Regions from separate parts of the Mus musculus genome. Here region 1 is linked to region 2. A link is a contact called in public Hi-C data. All regions are on one chromosome and are shown on one strand. Each heading gives the region's core, a stretch centred on a gene start, on an enhancer-like site or on the middle of the called end of the contact. The rest is flanking DNA. Distances are from core to core; before and after follow the strand shown. Region 1 overlaps Pla2g4a (phospholipase A2, group IVA (cytosolic, calcium-dependent)). Region 2 overlaps Pla2g4a (phospholipase A2, group IVA (cytosolic, calcium-dependent)).

The links. Hi-C and Micro-C count contacts between places; a contact is called where the count stands out from the background.
Region 1: a contact with region 2 is called in a Hi-C map of bone marrow-derived macrophages, with 2.0 times the contacts expected there. The contact joins two enhancer-like sites. A contact is called at or near these places in 8 of 39 promoter capture datasets (the 3T3-L1 cell line, 3T3-L1-derived adipocytes, the C10 cell line and 3 more), 1 of 15 datasets of contacts at CTCF or cohesin (the NIH/3T3 cell line), 26 of 484 Hi-C or Micro-C datasets (3T3-L1-derived adipocytes, B cells, the C10 cell line and 18 more), 5 of 115 datasets of contacts at active chromatin or transcription factors (the HPC-7 cell line, bone marrow-derived dendritic cells, bone marrow-derived macrophages and 2 more) and 1 of 9 other capture datasets (liver).

Annotation. Positions count from the first base shown.
Region 1 is chr1:149,938,906-149,945,220 of GRCm38.p6, forward strand. All of the region lies in intron 1 of Pla2g4a (phospholipase A2, group IVA (cytosolic, calcium-dependent)), which reads right to left. Among named protein-coding and RNA genes, the nearest start is that of Pla2g4a, 19 kb to the right of the region's middle. Within about 2 kb of position 1,561, at least 61 of the 459 cell types and tissues checked have an H3K27ac peak or open chromatin away from gene starts, as enhancers often do. A contact at or near this core is called in bone marrow-derived macrophages and pancreatic cancer cells, where this site is marked.
Region 2 is chr1:149,855,033-149,861,723 of GRCm38.p6, forward strand. It overlaps Pla2g4a (phospholipase A2, group IVA (cytosolic, calcium-dependent)), which reads right to left. Exons shown (of 18, transcript NM_008869.4): 13 at 6,023-6,094; 14 at 2,413-2,652. Among named protein-coding and RNA genes, the nearest start is that of Pla2g4a, 100 kb to the right of the region's middle. Within about 2 kb of position 1,944, at least 60 of the 459 cell types and tissues checked have an H3K27ac peak or open chromatin away from gene starts, as enhancers often do. A contact at or near this core is called in bone marrow-derived macrophages and pancreatic cancer cells, where this site is marked.

The sequences.
Region 1 (6,315 bases), core at 311-2,810, 83 kb after region 2:
GTAGACTAATCTGGTCATTCATGCAACCCCTAGGTCATTGCTAAGTACGAGCATATGTTAGGCACCAGATACAGTAAACAAGGCAGAGCTCCTGCCTCCCAGAAACCTAGAGATTGTAGACATAGCAAAGAACAGCATAGCTCTGCACAACACCTAACGCTTCTATGTTAGTAAAAGCAGGATCGTCTTCTAGGATTGATGCCTTCTGATGAAAGGGCTCCTTGAAATCTACCTCCTCTGTGAAAATAGTTTTCATGAGTCCTTTAGTCTTATAGCAGAAAACCAGACAGTCTTCACTTGATCACTAAATGATTCTTTCATACTTATTTATTTCACACTAAAACAAGAAAACTTTTTCTGCCATACCATAATATGAATGCATACACATACATATATATGTGGAAGAGAGCTTAATGTGATGCTTTTACTAGGAACATGGTACAGTATTGTATTGTCCCGTTTGATTAAATGCTAAGAGAAGTCCACCAAAATTGTTTTATGGCTCAACTCCTCACCGTTTGACAAACACTGATGTAGGAGACTTCTAGATTAGATTTTCATCTCTATCCCCGTTCCCGTTCCATTTCCTTCCTCTTTTCTATTCACAACCATACAGATCATCTTCCCTTTCGCCAAGTGTAGGATGTTCTCTCAGGTGCAAAACTATAGCCTGCATCTTTTGTCCATCCACTTATTTAACAAATATTCAAGTAGAACATTTAGCTATGTCTATCAATCATATTCCAAGGTCCCAGAGGTAAAGCGACAATTGAGATAGCTGCTCATCATTGTAAGAACTTATATTTTACAGAACAATCACACAGTAAATAATGTAACAGGAAAAGGCGAGCGTCTCCTAAAGCTAGGCTGTGAAAAGGGTAAATGAGTGGTCTTAGAAGATAATGTTCCCAGCAGGCATGTGGAGGAAGTGACAGAGAACCTGTGGCTACTAAATAAAAACCAACAGCAAAAATGGTTGGTGGGGAGATTACAAAGGAAGCTGGGTTAGATCCTGAAGGCCTCGGTAGGCATCACTTGTATACCAGCTAAAACAGACCTAAGCTTCAGAACTCAGCTTCAAGGTCACTACCCCTGAGAGATTTTTCTGTGACCTTCAAAGCATGTCTGATCCTGTTTTTATTTTATATTTCTTCAAGCCTTTAATTCCCATTCCAACATGTCTGCCTTCCTTTATGGAACTAAAGCCAGACGCATAAAGTCAGTGTCCATGTTCACCTTGCTGTTCTGTGTGCATAGCATGGTGCCTACAGCAAAGCAGGTTCAAGATAAAGATGTGTTCAATGGATGATGGATGATGGACAGAACTAGGAATAATGGCAAGTGTGTGCATATAGGAAGTTCTCACAATAACACTCTTTCAATGGTCCTCCTGTTCATTCCTAACTATATTTAACAGCAAAAGATGCTATAAATGAGACTGTACTTTAAAAAATAAAAAGAGGAAGAAGGAAAATTCCACAAGAACTGAGATGACTCTTCATTTAGAGGAAATCTGTTGCTGGAGACCAAAGCCTGGTGTCAGCAACTTTATTTCCTCTTTTCCCATCCAGTAACTCCATTCATAACTACCATGTTCACCATCCGACTATTAGCCAAAACCACATCCTCCAGCCAGACCTGGGCAGACACTTCCCTGGCAGGAAATGTGTTTGAGATAGTTAACAGGTTAAGTATCCAACTAATATTCTTTCTTAAATGTTTATATTATTATGTGGTAATTTCATATATGCATACAATGTATTTAGATCCAACCAATATTATTAAATCCACCCCCATCTTCTCTTGTCTCCACCTCTCTAAAGCTACAGAGTTAAGAACTACGAGATAACTAGATATTAGACAAACATGACTCATGGCATTAATCCTTTAGTCCTAGAACAACTTCCTTTTTCTTGTCTCCTTTAATTCCACCCAGGTCTAAACTTTTTCCAGCTCTCATGAGATTCAGGCTGCCTTAGAAGATTTCCGTTAACTTTTGCAATGAGCCAAGGTAATGAACTCATGGATTTAGATACCAGGTCCATTTAGAATGGAAAGAAGAAACTATTGAAGGAAGAGAAAGTGGATCACTGACTTTCTTCCTCCCTACCCTAGATCTAATATTTCTGCTCCATTTTTTAAACTTCTTTTTCTATGGCAAAATGCACTTACAAAGAGCAATTTAGAGGAGGAAAATGGTTATTTGGCTTATAATCTTAGGCTCCAGCCCATTATTAAGGGGAAGTCAAGGTAAGAAATCAAATCATCACACCACACTTATAGTCAAATCCCTAGAACCAAATCAACTAATGATACCCATCTGTGTCCTAGTAGTCGGGAGATAGAAACATCAGGAATCCAAGGTCATCTTCAGCTACATGAGTTTGAAGTCAGTTTGTCATACATGAGACCCTATCTCAAAATCAAAACAAAAACCAACCCACCAAACAACAACAAAACCATGCACAATATATAAAGTATACCAATAATCCATATTTAGTATTTTTATTTTATAAAAATAGGTTAGCATCTTAGCTAAAAGTTCCACTTAAAGGTTGAATATCAAGCTAGACAAGCTTCCAGAACAGCAGAGAAAAGAAGTTGAAAAGTTCTGGCTGTGGAAACACTGACAAAGCAGAAATATCATAAGTAATCAATTACTAACTCTTCAAAAGAACGTAAAGCATATGAACATATCTTCCAACATGCCAAGAACCAGAGAGAATGAAGACCTTTGGCATTTTAGGAAGGAGCTGTTCCTACCCTCCCCAGTTTCTTAGCATGAAGTTCTAACTAGTAAGGCAGTACAGCCTTGTGAATACACAGCTCTGCTGCCTTGCTGATTGGTACTGGACAGAACATGGAAAATTCTACACCCCAGATGTTGTTAGAGAAACCAAAGATCACAGAAGCAACCACCAGATACATCTTATACTATAATGTGATCCACACTGTCTGGGACAACAACAAAACCAGACAATAGACCAGCCAGAAAATTAAATATGGCAAAAAGAACAATGTGTAAGGCTCCAGATACAATCTTCAACAAAACAGATGGGGAAAGGTTAATGGAGAAAGGCCTAGGTGATGTCCAGTGTATTCCTGATATGCTGAAAGAAGGTAGGCACAGTTATGCCATGTGAGGATCATAAAGGCAGAGAGGAAAACGTAGTCAGGGACTTATAAACTGTCCGAAGTTAGAAGGCATTCTTGAAGCCACTTGCAAGACAGATGTCATAGCAGAGATGTACTACTTATTTAAGATCCTTAAGTAAATCTTTGCCCAAGCACTGGCTGACAACTAAGCCATGCTAACCTAGAAAGAACCTTAGGAAAAGGACACAGAAAGCAAAAGCAAGAATGGAAACAGAGGATAACCTGAGCAAACATTCCTAAGCTTGACCACAAGAGAGCACATCTGTGAATAAGTTGAGGACCGTCACTGAAACAACTCAACAGTAGCAATAACTTACCCATAAAACATTTCAGAATCAAAAGACGCCATCACATACAATTTACACTTTGGTGTGTAATCTAGACTTTCATTTTCAGAAGTAATCATAAGAAGGCCAGGAAGAGGGCTCAGCTGGTAGAGATGACTGCCACCAAGCGTGAGGATCTGAATTCAGACCCCAGGATCTCCATGGTGGAAGGAAGAACCCCCTTCTGCACATTGTTCTCTGACATCCTCCACACAAGCTCCTTGGCAAGCACAGACATAAACACACTAAATAAATAAATAAATAAATAAATAAACAAACAAACAAATAAAATGTAACAAGGTTTTTAAAACAAACAAATTAATAATAAAAAGGACAACAAAAACAGTGTTAATCATACACCAAAAGTTTCCAAGGAGAAAGAGGAAAAGAAAAAAAATGGTAACAAATAATTGGCTGAAATTCCACTGAACCTCATTTAAAAACATTTCAATAAAGCTCAGTTCCTCCAAGTGGGATAAATACAAAGAAGAATGTTGTCTAGACACATAATCCACCTGGTGAAATTCAAAGAAATAGAGAAGAATTTTAAGAGCAAGAAAATAACAGCTGCCCATGCATGAGATAACCAAAGATCAACAAATGCCTTCTCATTGGAACCAACAACATCCTGAAGGCAGTGGGATCACATGGTCAAAGTACAGAAAGAATCAAGCTGTACACTGAGAAAAACGGAGCCACCAAACTCTTTCAGAAATATGAGCAGACAGAATATCAGTATAATGGCCTATTCTGTTGATCATGTTTTATTTTTTATTTTTCACTATATATATAGTTATAAATGTAGCTATATTGGAGTAAGGAAATGACAACAGATGATCTGAATTCACAGGAAGAAATGAAGAATATCAGACTCAATATGTCTTAGTTTTATCTCTATATTTTATAGAAGGATGAGGTTTATAGAAACATGATTTATAATAATGCAGATATGATACATGTAACAGCAATAGCCAAATAAGTAAAGAAGCCCTGTAACTACATGGAAAGACTATTTTACAAGAATAAGTTAAAACTCACATGAAGAAAACTGTAATAAATTAATACATTAGCTTAATTCCTAGAGCTACTAACAAACTCATTCAAATATCATTGAAATATCATTAACAAAATTATCTAAATGAACCACCAGGCCAAAATGAAACAAACAAACAAACAAACAAACAAACAGGATCACCAGAAAGTAGCTACCGATTACAGGGACCAGAAGACTAAAAAGAAGTCAATAGAGAAATGAGATGCAGTTAAACAGAAACCTCAGTGGCAGAGAAAATTTCAAACCCTATCTCTATCAACAATGAACGTGAAACCAGATGAGGCATCACAGATCTGAAATCCAAGCACTTGGTAGGCTGTGTCAGGAAGATTATAGGTTCAAGGTCAGCCTGGCCAGAGAGAACCCTGAGAGCTACTGTATCTGCTGCTGGTTGCCTGCCAGGAGTAAATCATAAGACTGTATTGCTTAAGGCATAGCATACAGGACTAGAGAATTCAAGCTGAAAGTGATCCTTCCTCCCACACAGTTCGTTTTTATAGTTTTCACAGATACTATGCAGGCTCTTGGGCTGCTATGGAATAATTATCAACATTCTCAGCTATGGACCCTGCATGTTGTATTACCAACCTGCAAGGCAAAAATGAGGCAATATTGGCATGACTTGTGGGCTAACAAATTACTTTCTAATTGGAACTGAGGTCTTCTCTCCACAAGAAGGAATTCATGTCTGGTACTGAACACGTGATCAAAGTCAATGGTTAGTGAAGTCATGGGCCTTACTGGGGATGATACCCTGGTTTGTTTTATTTGTTGTTGTTATTGCTTTGTTGTTGTTTTTTTTAGTTTGTTTTTGAGATAGAGATATACATAGAGATAAAGATGAAGATATAGAGATAAATAGAGATAAGATAGGTATAGATTAGATTAAGATAGGGATAGGGAGAGAGATAGATATGATGGTTTGCCAAATTGCCTTAAAATTTTTATGCTTTAACCCATAAACAAGGCTGGTGTCAGTTTTGATCAAGTAGCTCCCTTTGTGTAGTGTGTAGCTGTAGCGGTTACTGTATAGACTCATACCTAGTCAAAATGCTAAGAATAAGGCATCCCTGAATGCAGTCATCTATATCACCTTTCCCAGAGGCTCAACGGACACTGTAGACCAGAAGATGAAAAGAATTTAATAGCTGGGGAAAGGGAGAAGAGTGGTGTGGAGTCTGTCATTTGGACATGACAGGGTCATCATCCTCTCAGCATCTGTGATCACCATCACAAGACATGAACAATATGAGGATGTACAATATTGTGTCCTGGAATAGGATAGCCTTAGGAGCCCCAGCATCTCTCTGGAGACCTAGAAGAACTTAGTGGGTGCTAAAGGAGAGAAACATTTTCTTGAGTGGTAGAACCACTGGTCAGTTTTTCATACTTTTGTAAATAACCTATTAAATCTCCTATGCTGTAACTCTAATGAGTTTATTGGAGTACTACTCAGCTATTAAAAAGAATGAATTATGAAATTCCTAGGCAAATGGATGGACCTGGAGGGTATCATCCTGAGTGAGATAACCCAATCACAAAAGAACTCACATTATATGTACTCACTGATAAGTGGATATTAGCCCAGAAACTTAGAATACCCAAGATACAAGTTGCAAAACACATGAAACTCAAGAAGAACAAAGGATTAAGGATGCTGAACATTTTTTCAGGTGCTTCTCAGCCACTCAGTGTTCCTCAGGTGAGAATTCTTTGTTTAGCTCTGTACCTGATTCATTTTTTAGAATTGGGAACAAAACACCCATGGAAGGAGTTACA
Region 2 (6,691 bases), core at 694-3,193:
CAATTATTCTCCCAACCTCACAGCAAGGGGAAACCCCAGGCTGGCCACACTTGTGTATCGCTATGCCTCACTGACCTAGAGCTCCCTCAGAGTGGCTCGTTTTCTCTTTCCTATTCGTGTTATTATAGCCAAAGCAGAGAAATCCTCCCATGAACGAGCTCCTGGAAGAAAGGCCTTAAAGTGTGTTTAATCTTCACAACAGCAGAGGTTACACAGAACACGCTGGCCGGTGAATCTTGAGGTCCAAGCATGTTGCGAGTGCATCTAAACTCTGGACGAGTGCAGAAAGGAATGAAAGAAAGAAACCAGGTGAGGGTTCAGAACAACTGTTAAGACAAACAATAAAGAGGCATAATTCCTACAGTCACCGAAACACAGGGTGGCCCCTTTCAATTCTCATCTCACTTAAGCAGCAAATGATTGCTTATTCTCCATAGGTCCCAAATGTTTTTGTGTTATTTATATACACATAAATGTATTGTTTAATATTAAAAAAATTAATTTGGAACTCAGTGCTTTCTCTTATGGTCCTAACACTGACAAATAAAAGCATATTGGATACTATAAAACTACCAGGAAGTTCTTGAAATGTGGGGAACGTTTGCTAGGATGTATGCAGTGCAAACCTCAGATGAACTGTTTTGGCAAAATGATACTGAAAAAGAGATGAAACGAAGTATACACCAAGAAAACTTCCATTCTTACATCAGCAAAACAATGACTAATAAAGCCACAGGGATGGGTGGTGTGTGATGGAGGGAAGACTTAGAACAGCCCCTGAGACCTGTGGCCCAAGCCAAGATTTGCTGAGCCATTTGGAACAAAGACAACAGAACTAGTTTCTCTGATATTCTTTGTCTAGAAAGTTAAGTAGCTGAAGGTCCTTTATAGATCTAACAGCTATGAGTATGATTTGCTTGATTCTGTCAGCAGTCACCGTAAAGCACGAGTTTCAGAAGAAGCATTTACCACAGGACAGTTAAGACAAACAGTATAGTCACAAAACAAGAAAAATAATGCTTCCAGCTGTATGTTTTAATCCATTTTTAGTTCGGGTAAACTTACTCTATCACAATTAGATTTTTATTACAGATAATCTGCATAGATTTGGGGATAATAAATGTATAATTAAAAGCAACTCATGCCGGGCAGTGGTGGAGCACGCCTTTAATCCCAGCACTTGGGAAGCAGAGGCAGGCAGATTTCTGAGTTCAAGGCCAGCCTTGTCTACACAGTGTGTTCCAGGACCGCGAGGGCTATAAGAGAAACCCTGTCTTGAAAAAAGAAATAAAGAAATAAAGAAAAAATGTAACTCATATCCAAGAATTTAAGGCCGTGCACGCAATACAAAATGCAACATTTGTTCCCCTTAAAGTCAAACAAACAGAAACCAACAACAAATTCTGAAGCCTATAATAATTTCCAAAGGCAATGGGAAAGCTTCAGGGAGTTTTGTTGTTTATCTGATCTAAAGTTTTACAGCATCATAGTAATGACCTTAAGACAGAGATGATTAAGAAATGATATTTAGACGACTAAGATAAGATGATGGGGTGATTGAGAGGAAAATTTCAGGCCACCATATAAAAGATGTATCCCATATAACTTACCAGCAAGGCTAACGTAACATTTAATCTGTAAGTCACAGGGAACTGAAGAATAAAAGGTTACTACACTTGGGAATTTCACTTAGGGACAAGTGTGAAAGTGACTAGATTCTTAACCAAGCAACTTCACAAGGTTTCCTAGTCTTGCCTGAAAACTGGAGAGGAATTTTCCCTGTCCAGATGGGCACTGCAGAAGGCTCCACTCCAACCCCTGTGCTGCACGTTCCCTGTTACCACAAGGGGGCGCCAGGCCTAGAGAACTTTCATCGCATCCTCAAAGATCCCATCTGTAGAGACCTGGCCTTTTCCAAAGAGGCCCGCCCACGGGATAGAAAGGAGGAAATGAGACATAGCTGTGCTGCTTCTTCTCTTTCCGTTGCCAGGCACGACTGTGGAGGCGTTTGGGGAATGAGTCTGGTGTTTTTTGGAGTCACTCCTGGAAGCCTCGGACTTGCTTCTCTAATCCTTGGAACAACTCTGGAAGCACCTATTTCCCTACTTTACACTATTCTATAATTATCACGGTAGAGGTTTCCTGTTGACTCTAGGGGAACCCTGATCAATTAAGAAAGTATTTCAAAGAATATTTTCTATACTAGCATGGCTAGGCCATTACCTAACCAATGTATTTTTCTTCAATAGTAGCAGTAGTAGTAGTGGTGGTAGTAGGAGTAGCAGTAGTAGTAATGTCTCTCACAAGTCAATGTTCTTAAAATTGAGTCTAGTTAAATGTTGACCATAATTACAATGCTTCTCCCCAATTAAAATTAAAGATATCCTGAAGTAGCTTAGACGGCTTACATACCTGCTACCGCTGCGTCGAGCTCGTCATCGAAGGAATCCTGAGAGCTGAAGTCTCTCAGGGGAGACAGTGGATATGATGTGTTGAGATTCAAGCCCAGCATGAAGTTATGCACCTTTCCGGCACGTCCTTCTCGGGTATTGAATAAAGCCGAGTCGCTCACCAAGGCCATTAGCATCCGATGGACCCAACTTGCTTGGTTGTCGCTTTGGTACTCTTTTTCAGCTTCTTCATTCTCGGTGCCTGAAGGGGAGGAACATGCCACATGCCAAATATTTACACACGTGCCAAAATGTACAGGTTTTGGCTATTATTAGCTTTGTTAATCATCAAAATTAAAACTAAAGTTCTAGGGCTTTTGTGCAATAAAATAAAATAATATAACAGAATATAAATGCCCAGTCGTTTTTTGTTTTCAAGTCCTCATAGTTACCTTTTACCTACACACAAGGTCAGTCTATATTCTTCACTGAAACCTCTGGATCTATTTAAATTTTTCACATAAAAATTTTTCTTCCTTCTCCCTCTCCCTAGCTCTCTTTCATCCAACACACACACACAACACAGACACACACTGAGAGTCCATATTACTTCATACTACCACCTATGTTTTCTAATTTTTCCTAAGAGTCCATATCCTGCTTAATAAACATCCAAGAATTACACAAAGCTAGGCAGGACAGCAGACCCACCATCTGACTGCTGATAAATAAACACTCTCATGCATCGATCTTATGACCTGCTTATAAAGTCTGGGGATTTAAAACTCTGTAATTTAAACAAATGATATAAAGTGTTTTAAAATTCACCAGTGGTCCAGAGAAGCAATGACAAATGATTTCCTCCTCGCAAACTATGCCCAGATCAACTCTAGGGGAGGGCTCATTCTGTGTTCTAATCCTCTCCACGTTTAGTGAGTTTGAAGGAACCACTTTCCAGCCTTCCTTTCCTCATTAGGAAGTCAATCGCGCAGGATTATAATGAGAGTTATTGTGATTTGGATCTCAGGGTAAAGTTCTCAGGGAAGCGGCTGGCCTTCGATTCCAGCTGGGAATAGAAAGTCTTACAGCTGGCAAACTGCAGCATAATCTTATCAGTGTCAAAGAACACCTGAGCAGAACCCTTCTGCTCTGGCATCTAGGAACCAAGTGAATAACTATACACGCATACATAAAATTCTGTGTATTAATGGGTTATTTTTCTTTTTTTTTTTTTAGATTTATTTATTTATTACATGTAAGTACACTGTAGCTGTCCTCAGACATCCCAGAAGAGGGCATCAGACCTCATTACCGATGGTTGTGAGCCATCATGTGGTTGCTGGGATTTGAACCCACAATCTTCGGAAGAGCTTTCGGCACCCTTAACCACTGAGCCATCTCTCCAGCCCCATGGGTTATTTTTCTTAATTTTTAAAAAACTTATTTGTACTTTATGGTGTTTTTGTCTGCACATTTACATGTATTGCTTGAGAAGGCCAGAAGAGGGCGTCAGATTCCTTGGAACTGGAATTACAGATGGTTGTAAGCTGCCACAGGTGTCCAGGGGCCTCTGGTAGAGCAGCTAGTGCTTTTAACTGCTGAGCCAACTCACTACACCCACCACCACCTTGTGTGTTTTGAAAGATGAGCATCTATATTCAACTTCTACAATTTCCAATAAATATATACTAAACACACATAAAGCCGTAAGCAGACATCAGAGTAACCAAACTCTTCATTATAGAGAAAAAAGGAATGGACCTGAAAAAGATTCAGACGGCATGTTTCCAATTATATACCATTCAGGGAGAGACAACAGTATGGAGGGAGCAAAGGAATTAGTTTTCCCCAGCTGACCAATGGTTAGGTAGAGAAGATTTTGAGAGCTGTAAAATGACTCCATGTGACACTCTAGTGCATCATCCACATTGGGCATTAGAGACCAGGACACGTCCACTGAAGGGCATCCATGTAACAGAGAGTACCACTCTGATGGAACAAGTTATAGTGCGGGCGGGGAGGGGACATTGTCTGGGAGAGTATGGGGCAGGAGATTTACCAAAATGACCTATCTGTTCCATCTTTCATGGAACCTAAAATGCTTGTTTTAAAAGAACAGTAAGAACTAATAAAAAAAATATTCACAGTGTCAACCTCTAACTTAAAACAAAACTAAAACAAAAACAGCAAATTCAAAGTTCTTAAACTTCTCAGCCTCAAAAACTGGCTACTGCTGAATCGTGATTAAATGTCCTGGTCACTTATGTGATTTACTCAGTAAGTAACAATCAGCTACATCCATTTCATGACCTTTCCTAACTATTCTCAAAATACTTGACATAGGGCATAGGGCCCCTTTGTACTTGGCTTGTTTCCTTCATCAAAAACAAATTTAAAAATGCAAGTCTGATCAACTAGCCAAATGTAAAATTTGAACTTTTAAATGAAGACTTTCGAATTAAGGTATGTTTCCTACAGTCTTTCCAGGGCTTCAGCTATTAAGCAGGGCTAACAGTCAAATCGGTAACCCAGCACTGAACCCTAGTTTGGCACCATCCTGCTAAAGGCTTAGATGACAGAAGGGTGGCTGCTTTTTTGTTTTTTGTTTTATTTCTTCTTTTTATTTTATTTCTCTCTCTCTCTCCCTCTCTCCTGCTCCATCCCCTCCCCTCTGTGTGTGTGTGTGTGTGTGTGTGTGTGTGTGTGTGTGTGTGTGTGTGTAAGGCACAGCACATTCTTCCCTATGCCATGGTCAGGAGCAGCTACATCCTGTGGTGAGGTAACTGCTCTGAGCCTTGCATAAACTTGTCTTATAAAGACATAAGAGCAGCCTGGCTATGAGAACAGAATCTTACTCTTTAGTGATAATTGGGATGTGTGTGTGTGTGTGTGTGTGTGTGTATGTATGTGTGAACTACTGGGTGCATTTTTATCAACTGTTTTGTTGGAAAGTTGTCCACATATAGAATCTTCTCATTTTTTCATTAACAACAAATACCATGCGGCAACCAATATCTCTCACCCTCACTCATCCTCCTCACCTTCATCCTCATCCCAAATGTCCTGCTGACCACTCTGACCCACACCAAACTGATATCTCGCTGCTGTGTCCCAATGCAAAATGAATCCCTGATACCCACAGGTCAAATGTGCAACAAGTCTTGATAATTTTAACACATTTCACCACTGCGTTCTTAGTTAGAGTTGGTTTACTGACCATAGCAGAACGCTAAGGCGCCCAGGCAGACCTTTCACGTGGCTGAATGACTATTTAAATGTAAATATTTTCACGAATGTTAAAGACACTAAACATATTCCCCAATCCCGCTTTCCACACTAAGAGGTCCCAGCTCGTTAATCAGGCTTTGGACAGAATTCAGTACGGGCGCCACCTCAGACAGGCCCATTTGTTGGAGTATGTACATATATGTGAGACGTTAAAAGCAAGGGAAAGGTGTGATTGTGTTGCCTCTCATGTTCTATGCAACAGTCCTGTCTGCCTCTGGACAGCCCCCATGCTGACACTTCAGGACTTAGAAGGTCATCAGTGCTTAGAGACATAGAGGTGGACTGGATGGACAATGCTCTCCCCTCCTCCCCTCACACTCTCCCAGAAGCTCTCGCTCTCTCACCTTTGGGTCCTTGAGCCTCATCATCACTGTCGGAGCTGTCATTACTCACGATGTGCTTTGCTGTAATATTTTCTATGGGAAGAAGACAAAATCATTGAGACATCTTGGGGATCAGATTCACAACTAAATTTACGGGGCAGACGAGGGAGTATTGGTGCAAGTCTTTAATTCCAGCTCGCAGGAGGTGGGGGCAGGCAGAACTCTCCGGGTTCAAGGCCAGTTCCAAGCCAACCAGAGCTATGTGGTGGTCGCATTCCTTTTTAACTGTGGAGAAGTGATCAGAGCAAAACTACAGGAGGAGGACTACTGTGTCTCCCTGGAACTTTAGCCTTAGTGTTGTAAGTGGACACTTACCAGATTCGCTAATTTAAAAAAAAATGTATCACTGAGTGAAATAATATCCCAGTAAACAAAATTAATGTAAATTTATCAATTCCTAGTTTTAAGGAAAGGGCTTTTATGAGTTCATTGTAACTTTAATAACTGCTTGATTATATTTTTAAATAGTGTTTATGAAAGAGAATAAAGGACAAAACCAGATCTACAAATGATCTACTTACTAAACAGTCTCCAGAACATGGAGAACAAGTACTCACTTTATTTAACTTCTGATTTTTTTTGCCAACACTGAAAACCATCTGTCGGTTTCCAGTATGTGAATAATTTGTC